2 separate regions of the Mus musculus genome follow, and region 1 is linked to region 2. A link is a contact called in public Hi-C data. All regions are on one chromosome and are shown on one strand. The core of a region is the stretch at or near the end of the contact, and the rest is flanking DNA. Distances in the headings are between cores, read along the strand shown.

The links. Hi-C and Micro-C count contacts between places; a contact is called where the count stands out from the background.
Region 1: a contact with region 2 is called in a Hi-C map of tail fibroblasts, with 4 times the contacts expected there. The contact joins two enhancer-like sites. A contact is called at or near these places in 3 of 484 Hi-C or Micro-C datasets (cerebral cortex, cortical neurons and tail fibroblasts).

Annotation. Positions count from the first base shown.
Region 1 is chr4:68,544,339-68,551,197 of GRCm38.p6, reverse strand. No RefSeq gene overlaps it. Among named protein-coding and RNA genes, the nearest start is that of Gm12911, 230 kb to the right of the region's middle. Within about 2 kb of position 3,942, at least 7 of the 459 cell types and tissues checked have an H3K27ac peak or open chromatin away from gene starts, as enhancers often do. A contact at or near this core is called in tail fibroblasts, where this site is marked.
Region 2 is chr4:68,020,564-68,027,536 of GRCm38.p6, reverse strand. No RefSeq gene overlaps it. Among named protein-coding and RNA genes, the nearest start is that of Gm23738, 160 kb to the left of the region's middle. Within about 2 kb of position 4,521, at least 24 of the 459 cell types and tissues checked have an H3K27ac peak or open chromatin away from gene starts, as enhancers often do. A contact at or near this core is called in tail fibroblasts, where this site is marked.

The DNA.
Region 1 (6,859 bases), core at 2,693-5,192, 520 kb before region 2:
CTTTATAGTTGATTAAAACAGGGAGGATTTAATTGGATAAAAGGATAAAATTGAACAAACATATGCACAAAAATGGGGAAATAGAATCCTACTAACATTCATCTAGCTCTTGACTTCAGACACTGAAAACTAAAAGGAATCCAAATAGAGAAAGATATGATAGTTGTGCCTTTCAGTTCTGTAACCAGGTCTGCTTATTGCCTGTTGAGACACTTAGATTTTTTTTTTTATTCAACATGAATGAATTGGATAAGGCAGAGAGGAAAGGACCAGTAATTTCAATACCACAGGAATGCCTAACTTGAAGGAAGATTTGAACATGAAAATAGAGTCTTTTTAGGAACAAATATTATTATTAAAGCTATGAAGGTTAGGTACTTAAGGAAGGGGATTTCATTCAGTGTCTAAAATCAGGAAAAAAGTCACAGGTCAGAATTAAAGATCATGGATTAAAGGAGAAATTTCTCATGAACAGAAGCTCAGGTGGTAAGTATTCAAGGTTAAAGGATATGTTGAATGTGGCTAGAAGTATTTAATACATAGAAAAATACACCTTGCTTGGAGAAGTAAACCAAGTATATCCTATACAAGTAGTCAGTCTCCCAGCTTAAAGGTATATACTATAGGTCATTTTTATTTGCCCTCAACATGAAAAAAAAAGCCATTGACATATACACTAAAATAACCTCATGTATATTTGTAGAAAATGAATTTTCCATTCCAAGTTAAATTAAATCACTAAGGCTTTATATTTTTGGGGCATATTTAATACATGGGATCTCTATTTGACATTGAGAGACAGTTATTTATAGATGATGGTGGGAATTGTCAGGGTAGCAGCTGGACAGTGAGAAAGTGAAAAAAATTAGTTTGTGCTTGATTAAAAGTAGTTTCACATGAATTCGTTAAGCAGTCATCAACTAGCACCCTAGTTAAGTTGGTTCCCAAGTATCCTGGTGAAACATGAGCATATACAAAAATAGTGATTAAAAAGAGAAATATCAGGAGCACTTATCCTAGAGTGATGAGACTTAGAAAAAGTATCCGTGGACCGGATATTGGCCAAACAAGGATGAGTGGAATTTTATGCCTCATCAGTCATAGACTTTGCTCATCTGTGAAATGTTGTAATGTGTTTTAAAATTTTTATGAGTAGTTATTACCAAAACAAGCAGACCATTAAGCTGATCTTCTTGAAACATGGGCCAGAAAGAAAGCTGGACAAATAAAAGACAAACATTGTATTTGAAGCTCTACTGTGACCATTCAATTCTAATGGTCATCTTAGCATTGCCACCTACCTCCCTGTTAGATGCCCATATCACCTTCAATGATATGAACCTCTTCCAATCAAGCAACAAGGCAACATAGTCTACAGTTCTTTAGCTAGATGTCCAGGAACTAATTATCCATCTTTCTTGACTCCCTTTCTTCTTTTCCTTTATTTCCTGATATAACAGTGTTGATTTTCATCCAGTGATGACCATAGCAAAACAATGTAAACTGCCTCTTGAGTAGCAGCCCTTATTCCATGAGAACCTATTGACTCTCTGTCCTCTATTTCTTCCTGAATTTATGACTCTTCTTTCCTTCCAACTATTTACACCAAAGCTTGCAATGTTGTATGGCCAAGTTCTTGGGTTTCACAATTTCTAGTCAGGTTTTATTCATCTAACAAATATGTACCAAACATTGAGTCAGGCTGCTGCACATTTTATAATAAAAACAGGAAATAAATGCTGTAGGCTCCGTGTGGTCTATGAATACCATAGTAGGACAAAAGATGCAATGGACGAAACATTATTTAATGGGAAAGTATGTTTTCCAATAAAACTTTAATATTAAAAGAAAGCAGAGAGTCAAATTTATCCCATTGACACAGTACTGAGATAAATACTGAATACTGCAAGTTGAGTAAAAGCTAGTATTTGGTATTAAAGTCCAAACTCTCCATCCAAGTTATTTTTGTGTTATGTCTGCCTTCCTTCCTGCTATATTGAAGAATTAAGGGGTTATGGCAAAAATCTTAGTGTCTATAATGCTTAGAATGCTGACTATACTTGCCTTTTCCGGAAGAAAAAATGGTTGCCAGATTTTCCTTTACAAAAACAGAAAGGTTATTATTTGAGAACAATGGAAGTGAAGGAACCTAAGAGTGAGACAGATGCAATTTAGAACTCAGTCAAAACAATATCAACAATAAGAGAAATAACCACATGTTAACCCTGTGGTAAGTACAGTACTAATAATTTTTAAAGTGTATTTAATGTGCTAATCATAACAATTACATAACATAATTATTGCTCAGTTCAACTTACAAAACTCAAAGATAGTTTAAGTAAGGTACACAGCAATTAGAATGCAGTTATTCAAACCCAGTTCACTTGTCTCCAAAGATGGTTCTTAGTTAATGTGGGCCAGGGAGAGTAGATAAGTAATTTGTACAATTAATAAAGATTGTTTAAGGCAGAGAAAACAATCTTTGCTAATATTTTGAGTAACTAAATAATTAGGAGCACTGAGACTCAGTAGGAGGTAAGACTGGGAAGCCTAAACAATTAGATTATGATGGTGCTTTATCAATAGGATAAAGATTTTCCTTCAAATATTTGTAGTTGGAGTTTTGTATATGGATAAGCTAGACAGTTCTAGTGGAGGGTATGAACATTTGGCAAGTGGGTTTTGCCCATTTATTAAAGTTTTCAGTTATAGCACAACACCCTTCAAGATATCACTACTAATGAGTTCAACCAACAGCATCTCTTACAGTCCAACTTTTCCTTTGTTTTTTGTTTGTTTTTGTTTTCGTCTGAATTACTTTTATTGGATATTTTCTTTATCTATATTTCAAATGTTATTCTCTTTCCTGGTTTCCTCTCTGGAGACCCCCTATTCCATCCCTTCTCCCCCTACTTCTATGAGGGTGTTTGCCCACCCACCTTCCCATCCACTCCCTCCTCCCCTCCCTGTCATTCCCCTACACTGGGGCATCAAGCCTTCACAGGACCAAGGGTCCTCCCAGTCATGCCCAATAATGCCATCTTCTGCTTCATATGCAACTGGAGCCGTGGATCCCTCCATGTGTACTCTTTGGTTGGTTCTTTAGTCTCTGGGAGCTCTGTGTGTGTGTGGGGGGGTGTCTTATTTGTTGATATTGTTGTTCTTCCTATGTAGTTGCAAATTCTGTCAGCTCCTTTACTCCATTGTCTGACTTCTCCAACGTGGACCCTTTGCTCAGTCCAATGGTTGGCTCTGAGAATCTGCCTCTGTACTTGTCAGTCTCTGGCAGAGCCTCAGCGCAAAGACAGTGTGAGAGTATTCAAGTTGCTGTTCATTTACAGTTGATCACCACTCATAAATTTTTTGAGAGGCATTAAATTGCAGAAAGCTTAGGCACCAGGGGTATCTATAGAATCAGAAATCTGACTTATTTCAGAAGTGCCGGAAAATATTCAGTCATTCTAAAATTGGTGTGGGAATACTATAAGATACTCCCTTAAAAGGTACTGCCCGTGCTTCAGAATGTTTCAGCTCTGGGTTTCTATTCACATACAAGAGTGGTCAAAATGCTTCCTGCAGCCAAGAAAAGAGACCAAGGTCCCAGGTAAGGAGAAATATTCCCTGAGCCACAGCTCTAGTTGAAGTTTGATTTGTGCCAGGAAGCCAGTGGGATGGGTTATAGATAGGTTTGGACAGAGAGCTATCCCACTTAAGTGCCCTAAATATGAACAGGAGCCAGTTGACTGAGCAGCTATAATGTGCTTCAAGAGCTTGAATAGACAAAGAGAAGATCATAGCCTCTTCAGAAAACCATATTTAGTAAAAGATTGGCTCTTTCCACAGAAAGTTCAGTACTCACAGCTCCAAGGAAAGGCAGACCTCATCAGAAACAGCGGAAGCACTTTCGGTGAATCAGAAAGGGCAGTGGAATGATCTCAGTCAGATGGCTGCTGAGAGCTTGCTCATCATCTTTCTGACTCCCGGGAAATTTTTATGACTAAAGAGAATGTGCATGTACTCATAGGAATTTGAGGAAGTATAGCTCAAAACAGATTCTAAAAGTATACCACTCATTTGAAGTCTTGTGTTTGATATTAAAATCGAATCAAACATTATGCTATTTCCAGAAACATGTGCCTTCTTTTTAATATCGATTTGGAATGTGTCTAGCATATAACATTGATTCTTAGCATACCCAGGAGTGATAGTTATTCTTATCTGAGAATCAGGAGCTGATGTCCTATAATAATCAACATCCTAACATCTTAAGAGTTAAAATAAGCATTTGGGAATCTCCATTTCTGATTACTATCCAATGTAGATATTAAGTGCAGTGTAATTTAATGCCTTCTGATGTCCCTTCTGATCTTGAGAATCTATGATGGTAGACTTCACTGAATCCTTACTCCAATACATTCCTAATGAGCTGTTTTCTTCACCTTATTGTAGTAATTTTTATACTATAAATATTTAATAACATTAAAAACAATAGGTATATTGTCAAATATTTCAACATGCCTTGTAAGGCAAATTAAATTTTATAAAGTTAGAAGCTGAGGAGTCCTGGTTTCAAGTTTTATTACTCCATTATTGATTCTTCATATAACTTGAGATATAATTGCAAATCTTCTTAGCCTTAATTTTTTTTTGTATAAAGTGAGAATTAGAAATGTCTCCATCCCAGAGTTGTTCTAAGTGTTAATAGAGTAAATCACAGGCATGTTCTATTACAATGGCAAGAACTTAAACCAAGTACAGAAAATGGCAGCTGGGAGATGGTGTGTACCTGTTTGTATGTGTGCATTTCTGATCCTAAGAAGTGTACAATAACGTATACAATAGTCTTTCTTTTAAAAGAAATTACTTGTAATTTACTTTATGTGTGTGGATATTTTGCCTACATGTCTACAAGTGTACCATATTGTGCCCAAGGAGGCCAAAAGAGGGCATTATATCCTGGAATTGGATTTCTAGAGGCTTGTTATGAGCTATAGTATGGGTGCTGGGAACTGAACCCAGATCCTCTTCAAGACCATAATGTGCTCTTAATTAATGAGTCACCTCTGCACCTCCAACACAACATTAACAAACACGAGTAGACTTGACTGGAGCTGAATCATGACTTGGGAGTAGAGAGGTTTGATGATTCCAAACTAAGATTTAATTTGGATGACACTGGAAATGTGCCAATGCATTACTTTTCTTCAAGTAGCTCCTGAGAGGCAGGATCTCTGTAACTCATATTGGAGCAGTTCTTTCTATCACAGACATTTGGATTGCATCTTGGTAGAAAAGACATTGCCAGATCTTTGTGCACAAATCATCTTTGCAGAACAGTACTGGGCATAAGAAAGGAAACTGGACATCTGTAATTTTATTCTCCATTGGGAAAGCAAACTCATATTACTTCTTTTCACCAGCAAGCAGGAATTAAGTGAATAATTGGTAGACTGGCTATACTCAGATTAATCATATTGTAACAATGCTGTGCTTCATAATTTCTTCATGGGAGTATCAGTTACCCACTCTATTAGAAAACCACAGATTAAGGATTCAATACAGTTCTTTTAACTCCATGAAAGGTAGTACATTTCAGAAATGCTTTATTCACTTTAGGCAATGGAAGCTTCATTTAAGTCATTAAGCATCTGTGGTATAGCATTCCACAGGAAAACAGCATCTCCTGGAACCTTACAACATGTAGTCGTTGAAATTTTGAGAAAAACAAAACAAAACAAAACAAAACAAAACAAAACAAACAAAACAAAAACCCAGCACATAAATCTGGTATTCTGGTTAGTTTTAATGTCAGTTTGGCACAAAAGAAGAAAAAACCTTAATTTAGTCAATGCCTCCAACAAATTGAGTTGTAAGCAACTCTATGAGAGAATTTTCATGATTAATGATTGATAAGGGAAGGCACAGCCAATTGTCTTAATGCCACCCTTTGACAATTTGTCCTTGGTAGCTTGAGAAATCATAGTGAGCAAGCCATGAGAACAGGTCAGTAGACACCCTTCCTCCATGTTTGGTTCCTGTGAAAAGGTTCTGCTCTGCTCAAGTCTCTGTGTGAACTCCATCAAGGATAGACTGTGAGTGAAATGCATAAACCAAATAAATGCTTTCTTCCAAGTTGCTATTGTCATATTATTTTTATCATAATGGTAATAAGACACGTAGGCCACCTGGTATACTTTGTTACCAGGAGCTGTAGCACATATGTTGAATAAAACTATAACATAAAATTCTATTTAAAAATGCCTTTGCCTGCTTCCTTATCTACTGAAACCTAGCAGCTAACTGTCTTAGTCTTTGCTTTGGCAGCTTTGGGACCCTTGAGAATTTCAAATTATTTGTATATTGTGGATTCTTATTATGAGAGTCTCATTACTTGAGTTCAGATAGTTTTGTTTGCAGAAATGTCATTACACAAAAAAATTCAATAGAAATGTTGTTATAAAATTAGTCTACCAAGGTGTCTACCTTATTTCTTCCCATCTTGTCAAAATAATTTTTTCTGTTGTTGTTTTGGTTGTCATTGAAGTTATAAAATATTTTGAGAACTCACATCATAATAAGAATACAATGCATATCACCTGCAAAATGAAATTGCAGTCCTGTGAAAGCTGTTTAATATCACAAAGTTGTTGAAAGCCATGCTGTGGTTTGCTGGAATCAAGGTTGATGCCATTGGCAAATGAGAATTTGCCTGAGTTAGACCAATTAACAATTGAAAAGGGGGAAAATCAACATGGAAGATGATCAGAAACTTCAAAAGAGAGATATTTGAATATCAAAGGATTAAGAGATGCCTCAGGGAAAAAATGATGAATCTCTCAAATATTTTTACAAAAATTAC
Region 2 (6,973 bases), core at 3,272-5,771:
AGTATTTAACATAGAACTGTTACCAAAAGGCATACTAGAAACTATAATGAGAAAACCAGGTTGATTATTTTCCATATTGTTTTAGAGATGGTCTCTATGGAGTGCAAGAGTCAGATTAAAACTATGGCCTTGCTATCTGCTTTATGCTCCCAGTCCTGAGCTCCTCTATTTCATAGCAATCTCTCCATCAGTACTGCTGTGAGTGAGAAATAAGTTAATGCCTAAGTAATGTATGCAAGGTAAAGAAGAAACGTTTATTTAGAGTTGTGACTGGTTCATTAACTCATTAACACCCTCTACAATCAATGATTCTGTCCTACTTCCCAATGAAGGAGCTGGAGAAAGCACCCAAGGAGCTGAAGTGGTCTCTAACCCTATAGGAGGAACAACAACATGAACTAACCAGTATCCCGCCCTCCCTGAGCTCATGTTTCTAGCTGCATATGTAGCAGAGGATAGCCTAATTGGCCATCAATGTGAGGAGAGTACCTTAGTCTTGTGAAGATTATATGCCCCAGTATAGGGGAATGCCAGGGCCAGGAAGTGGGAGTGGGTGGATTGGGGAATAGGGAGAAGGGGAAGTTATAGGGGGGTTCAGAGAGGAAACTAGGAAAGGCAATAGCATTTGAAATCTAAATGGAGAAAATATCTAATAAAAAATTTTAAATAAAACATAATAATTCTGTCCTACAAGAGATTTCTTGTGCACTGATAAGGTTCCAGTGATAGGTGCTGGGCTCGTAGCAATTATTGTTTATTCATTCATTTCCTCATAAACCTTCACTCTAGGAATAAAAAAATAGATATTGACGTTTCCAATGCAGTAATTTAGAATTCAAATAAGGAAATGATTCCTATTTTTGAAGTAAGGTAGAATAGTATCTACAATTGGATCAGCGTGTCTGATTTTCTGAAAGATGAATGTCACAAAATAGTTTTGTGTCCTATTAGAGTCACCCATGGCGCTGTGAAAGACCTTAATTCCTAAGCCCTTTCCCATGTCAATGAGAAAACAAGTTCTAGGCAAGGAACCCACACTTTGGTGTTTCTGGTTTTGTTTTGTTATTTTTTTTAACTATGATTTTTGAGAATTTAATTTATAACCACTCTATCAAACTATTTCACCTCCTTCCTCTTCTTGCATTTCCTATTCTCTCTAAAACTTATGACTTAAATATGATTATTACATATGATTATTAAATATGCATTGCACATAGTTATAAATCTCTTACAGAATTCATTTAGTATTTCTCATGCATAATTGTGTTTAGGGCTAAGTTGGCATTGGATAACGTATCAGGGAATTTGTCCTTGAACAAAACTGGTTCTCTCTCTCAACAGGTATTGAAAATAAGTCTTCATTTTATATTAGCAACCTTGAAAAAATACTTGCAGCCAAGTTGGAATGAAAATTTGTATTGTCATTATGCAGATTTGGTATAATTAGACGTTAGACAATCTTTTTCTTGAGATTTTGTGGGTGCAGCTTCCCTAGAAGATGCTATCAAGGCACTGTCATTGTTTATAGGCTTTCCAGCTGTCTTTTCTCCCTTAGCAGTTTACATAGCACCTTCAAATATGATGAGAGCTATTCACTATGGGGTACGCTTCTAGACCAATCCTTCTATGTATTGATTCCTTCACATCTTTTGTACAAAGTGTGTGGTATCTTCATAAATATCATCTTACCTTCAAGTTATGAAAACAGGAAAATAATATTTGTCTATACTATTTGAGTAGCCTCAGGCCTGTGCACCAAACTCAAAGGAGGTTTCCCATGGGATTCTTTGTTAGATAGCCTATGGCTTTAGGAGGGAGGAATATATGGCTGTTTAGGATAATCCGGTTTAAAAATATATACACAGATGTATGCTATATGTGGTTTTGAGTAAACATAGAATGTTTCACTTCAGAGATTTCAAACTTCTTTATTATTTATTATTTGACTCCCCTTCCTTCTTCTCCATCGGTCTTACCTTCCCACCCTTCTCTTAAGCTGATACCCTCTCACCCAATTTTCCTATTACATTCTCTAGCAGCACCTCTGTGTTCTTCAGGCTTCCTCCATTATTTCAATGTAAAGACTGGTGGGGAATCCTGAGTATGAAATATGGTAGTACAAGTACTACGTGGATAGAAAACAGTCATGTTCTGAAATAAAGCAAGACCAATGGTCAGGATTTGGTAGCAGGGTAATGAATTTGTACTCATCTTGAATGTGGGAACTTGTTCTTGAGGTGCTTGAAGAAAAGAAAAGAATAATCATGCTTGTGTTTTAAAAGATCTCTTCAAACAACTGGGTACTGAATTGTAGAGGAAGTAAAAGTAAAGAAGTTGACACAGTCTTTGAAAAACACACAGTCATTAAATTGATTCATTTTGAGGGAATTCTTGCTAAATATTCTTCAGGAATATGTGTCAATTTTGTGTATGCTGATCCTCTGATTTTAGGTTCTGGAACTTTCAGTATTATAGATATCTCTCATTGATGTTGAAAAACTTACCCAGGAACCTGATAAAAATTCAGAGGCCACTCACTCCTCAGGAATAACTAAATATTGTGAGCACCAGACAAGATGAGTCAGGAGGATTTTTATTTGGAGTCTTGATTACAGGGTACAATCTTGTCTTCAAATCCCCATTATTCCCCAAGAGGATTATTTGAGGTTACTAGCAAGTTCAGGTTCAGACAGATGTCTTTGCTCCCACCTCTTACTCTCTTAATTCTTCTTTCCTTTATACATTTGTTTTCTTTGTCCCTTAAAAAACTATTCTGAACAAAGAATTCTCACCTGAGGAATACTGAATGGCAGAGAAGCACCTGAAAAAAATGTTCAACATCCTTAATCATCAGGGAAATGCAAATCAAAACAACCCTGAGATTCTACCTCACACCAGTCAGAATGGCTAAGATCAAAAATTCAGGTGACAGCAGATGCTGACGTGGATGTGGAGAAAGAGGAACTCCTCCATTGTTGGTGGGATTGCAGGCTTGTACAACCACTCTGGAAATCAGTTTGGCGGTTCCTCAGAAAATTGGACATAGTACTACCAGAGGATCCAGCAATACCTCTCCTGGGCATATATCCAGGAGATGCCCCAACTGGTAAGAAGGACACATGCTCCACTATGTTCATAGCAACCTTATTTATAATAGCCAGAAGCTGGAAAGAACCCAGATGCCCCTCAACTGAGGAATGGATACAGAAAATGTGGTACATCTACACAATGTAGTACTACTCAGCTATTAAAAAGAATGAATTTATGAAATTCCTAGCCAAATGGATGGACCTGGAGGGCATCATCCTGAGTGAGGTAACACATTCACAAAGGAACTCACACAATATGTACTCACTGATAAGTGGATATTAGCCCAAAACCTAGGATACCCAAGATATAAGATACAATTTCCTAAACACATGAAACTCAAGAAAAATGAAGACTGAAGTGTGGACACTATGCCCCTCCTTAGAAATGGGAACAAAACACCCTTGGAAGGAGTTACAGAGACAATGTTTGGAGCTGAGATGAAAGGATGGACCATGTAGAGACTTCCATATCCAGGGATCCACCCCATAATCAGCATCCAAACGCTGACACCATTGCATACACTAGCAAGATTTTATCGAAAGGACCCAGATGTAGCTGTCTCTTGTGAGACTATGCCGGGGCCTAGCAAACACAGAAGTGGATGCTCACAGTCACCTAATGGATGGATCACAGGGCTCCCAATGGAGGAGCTAGAGAAAGTAGCCAAGGAGCTAAAGGGATCTGCAACTCTATAGGCAGAAAAACATTATGAACTAACCAGTACCCCGGAGCTCTTGACTCTAGCTGCATATGTATCAAAAGATGGCCTAGTCGGCCATCACTGGAAAAAGAGGCCCATTGGACACGCAAACTTTATATGCCCCAGTAAAGGGGAATGCCAGGACCAAAAAGGGGGAGTGGGTGGGTAGGGGATTGGGGGTGGGTGGGTATGGGGGACTTTTGGTATAGCATTGGAAATGTAAATGAGCTAAATACCTAATAAAAAAAGGAAGAAAAAAAAACTAGTCTGCAGTTCAACTGTACCTGTTTTTTTTTTTAATTTCTGTTAAAACCACTAATCTTATTCAACACAAAATGAAAATATGCCCCTGATACCAAACATTCATTGGATTCAGTGTTAATGTAAACCCTCACTGAGAAGTAGAATGATTTATCTGCTATGAAAAGAGTGGTTAGGCTGAGCCAGTCCTGGGCTTGACTGCTGGCAGGGGTGTGATCACTTCCTGCACAGATGCATAAAAGCAGAGAGCCCTGTCACAGTACCACAAGGCAGATCGAGGACAGATCAGCTCATTAAGCAAGAGCAGAGGAAGCTGAGGTCCACACTGACATACACTCATCTGACTAGACACTTCTCACAGGGAAGCAAGGAGAAAGATGACCTACCCTGACCCTAATGAAGACACACAGCCCAGGAGGAGACAAGCAGCCACCCTCAACTTCCGGCTCTTGTGTTCTTTAGAGACAATCCTTAGGAGCAAGCAGACTGTTGTTTTTGTGTGACTCAACAGTGACACCCAGTGACTCTCTCTGTCAATCCCAGATGACTGCTCCCTGTGGATCTTCTGGCAAATACATTTCAGTCTACATTACCTTACACTGAAGCGGCAGCAGCAATCATGTCAACTTCAGTCCTAAAGGAGAAAACCATAATAATAAATCCCAGTTTGTTTTAACATAATTATCTAACTGTTGAAGCATTTTCTTCTGTGTTCTTGGCTCATGTGTGATGTCTAACACAGTATCACAGTGTGGCTTCGCTACTGCTTCAATTTGACATCAGGAGGAAGTGATTATTTCATTCACATCATTGATCTAAATATTATAGGATCTTATTGTCTTTCATTGTAGAATATTTGTATACACGTGTGCACACACACATACACAAACACACGTGTTCTCACATAAATAGGGTAAGAAAATGTTCGAAAAAAACCAAACAAACAATGGAAGTATGCAGAGACAGGAAAATAATCCTCTGAACATTGGTCTAGGCAAACATGGAGAAGAGATTTTTAAAATTAAATTTCAACTAAAATTGAATTATATCAGCTTTCTACTCCTTTTCTTTCTTCTAGCTCTTTCCGAATAACCTTTTTCAGATACCTTTGATGGTCTCAGACCACTACTGTCAAAACAATACGTGTGTGTGTGTGTGTGTGTGTGTTCACACACCTGAGTGCACATGTATGTTTACAAGTGCCCTTGAGTCTATTGAGGTCTTGGACATGACAAAAGAATCTACTATTGCCACTTTGATAGATGAGCATAATTCTTTATTACATTCTAAAGCTTATCTTATATCTGTAGTATATCCATAGCAAAAGCTAACCATCACAGAAAGTCACAATTGGGTACAGTGAAGAGATCAAAAGATTGTGGAAAGTCTATCCACAACGGATACATCTATATGGACAGACATTTAAAAATTTATAATATAACCCAAGGGAAATGACCAACATGCCCAGAGGCATGGCAAAATATGGCATCTGTTGAAAAAGTGTGAATCAGAGGCCTATTAGTGGAGGATAAAAAACTTCTGGTGGACTAGTGAGATACTTTCTGCAAATATTGAAGGGTCAGGCATTCAGAAAGGGAGCTTAGTGTTTTTATTTGGTCCCAGAGGACAGAGATTGAGTAACAGATGGAAGTTATATGGGCCCTGCTTTCCACTCAACGTAAAGAAGCGCTTTATACTGATTGGGTCTCCTGGGAAGTGTAGGAATCTCTGAGGGCAGAGGATTTTATGCCATCAAAAGCGTAGCCTAGGTGTATCTGTCATACCAATTCTACTTGAGAAAGAAAACAAAAGCAAAAAGTGAGTGGATATAGGAAAACTCTCAGAAACTTTAATAACTAAATCTGGGAGGTAGTAGTCAAGAATCCCACTGGATATTCTTTCAAAATATCAAGTAAGATCATTGAAATATTTCTCTAGTAATCATTTTAAATTTTAATTAAAATCTGCTTTCTTCCTCAGCAAACTAGCAGTCGTTTTACCTTAATCTGTATCTTAGGTATACGTCCCCTTTTTCTACCTATGTCCATGCATCTGCTACATGCACAAGAGATCACTGTTTAAGCTCCAGAAAGCATCCATATAATATTTAAATAATTTTCCATCTTGTTACTGTTTCTTTCCCCAGAGTGCCTGAGTTATACGAATTACCTGATACTTGGTACAGCCCACAGTAACTAACAGAGCCATAATTATAAAATAAAGATGCCTCATCCCAGAGAGCCATTCTGCAGGTAAGCAGTAGATAAATTACAGTTATCAAATAGCAACCAAATAGTCTTATGCTTTGGGTCACCACAACATGAGGAACTATATTTGGATGCATCATTTTGAAGGTTGAGGACCACTAATCTAAAGTGGACAAATATGGATAGAAGGTCCAGGGAGATGACAATGAGTACACAAAAGAAGGGTATTATCTTCTCAAACCCAGTGCCAGTCTCTAGGGCCATGTGTGGTGCTGAAATGAGGAGACGCTTTGAGGAGATTATGAAGTCACTGGGGATTTCATTGGGTGAATACAACCAGTGTCTTTACAGATTTCAAGAAACTTATTTTTCTCCTCTTGTATATGGAGCTGACATCAGAAGAAAATATAGCAGACACCATCATTTATGCCTTAATGTTAAACATTCTACTTTGCAGTTTGAGAGAAATTAGTTCCTACTGCTCAAGGGTTATTCAGTGTAATGTTTCTTGTACTAAGATTGCAAAAAGGCAGACTGAAAAAGCAACACTGGCTATTTTCCAGTCAAGTATCAAAATTTCAGATTTTTTTTTTTACTGGATACTAACTACCATCATTTGATATATCCTTTGCTCTAAGCTTTCCCCCCCTTTTTTTTAAAGCATTAAGTGTTTAATTATACATCATTAGATTATACACCTTTAGAGGAAAAGGAG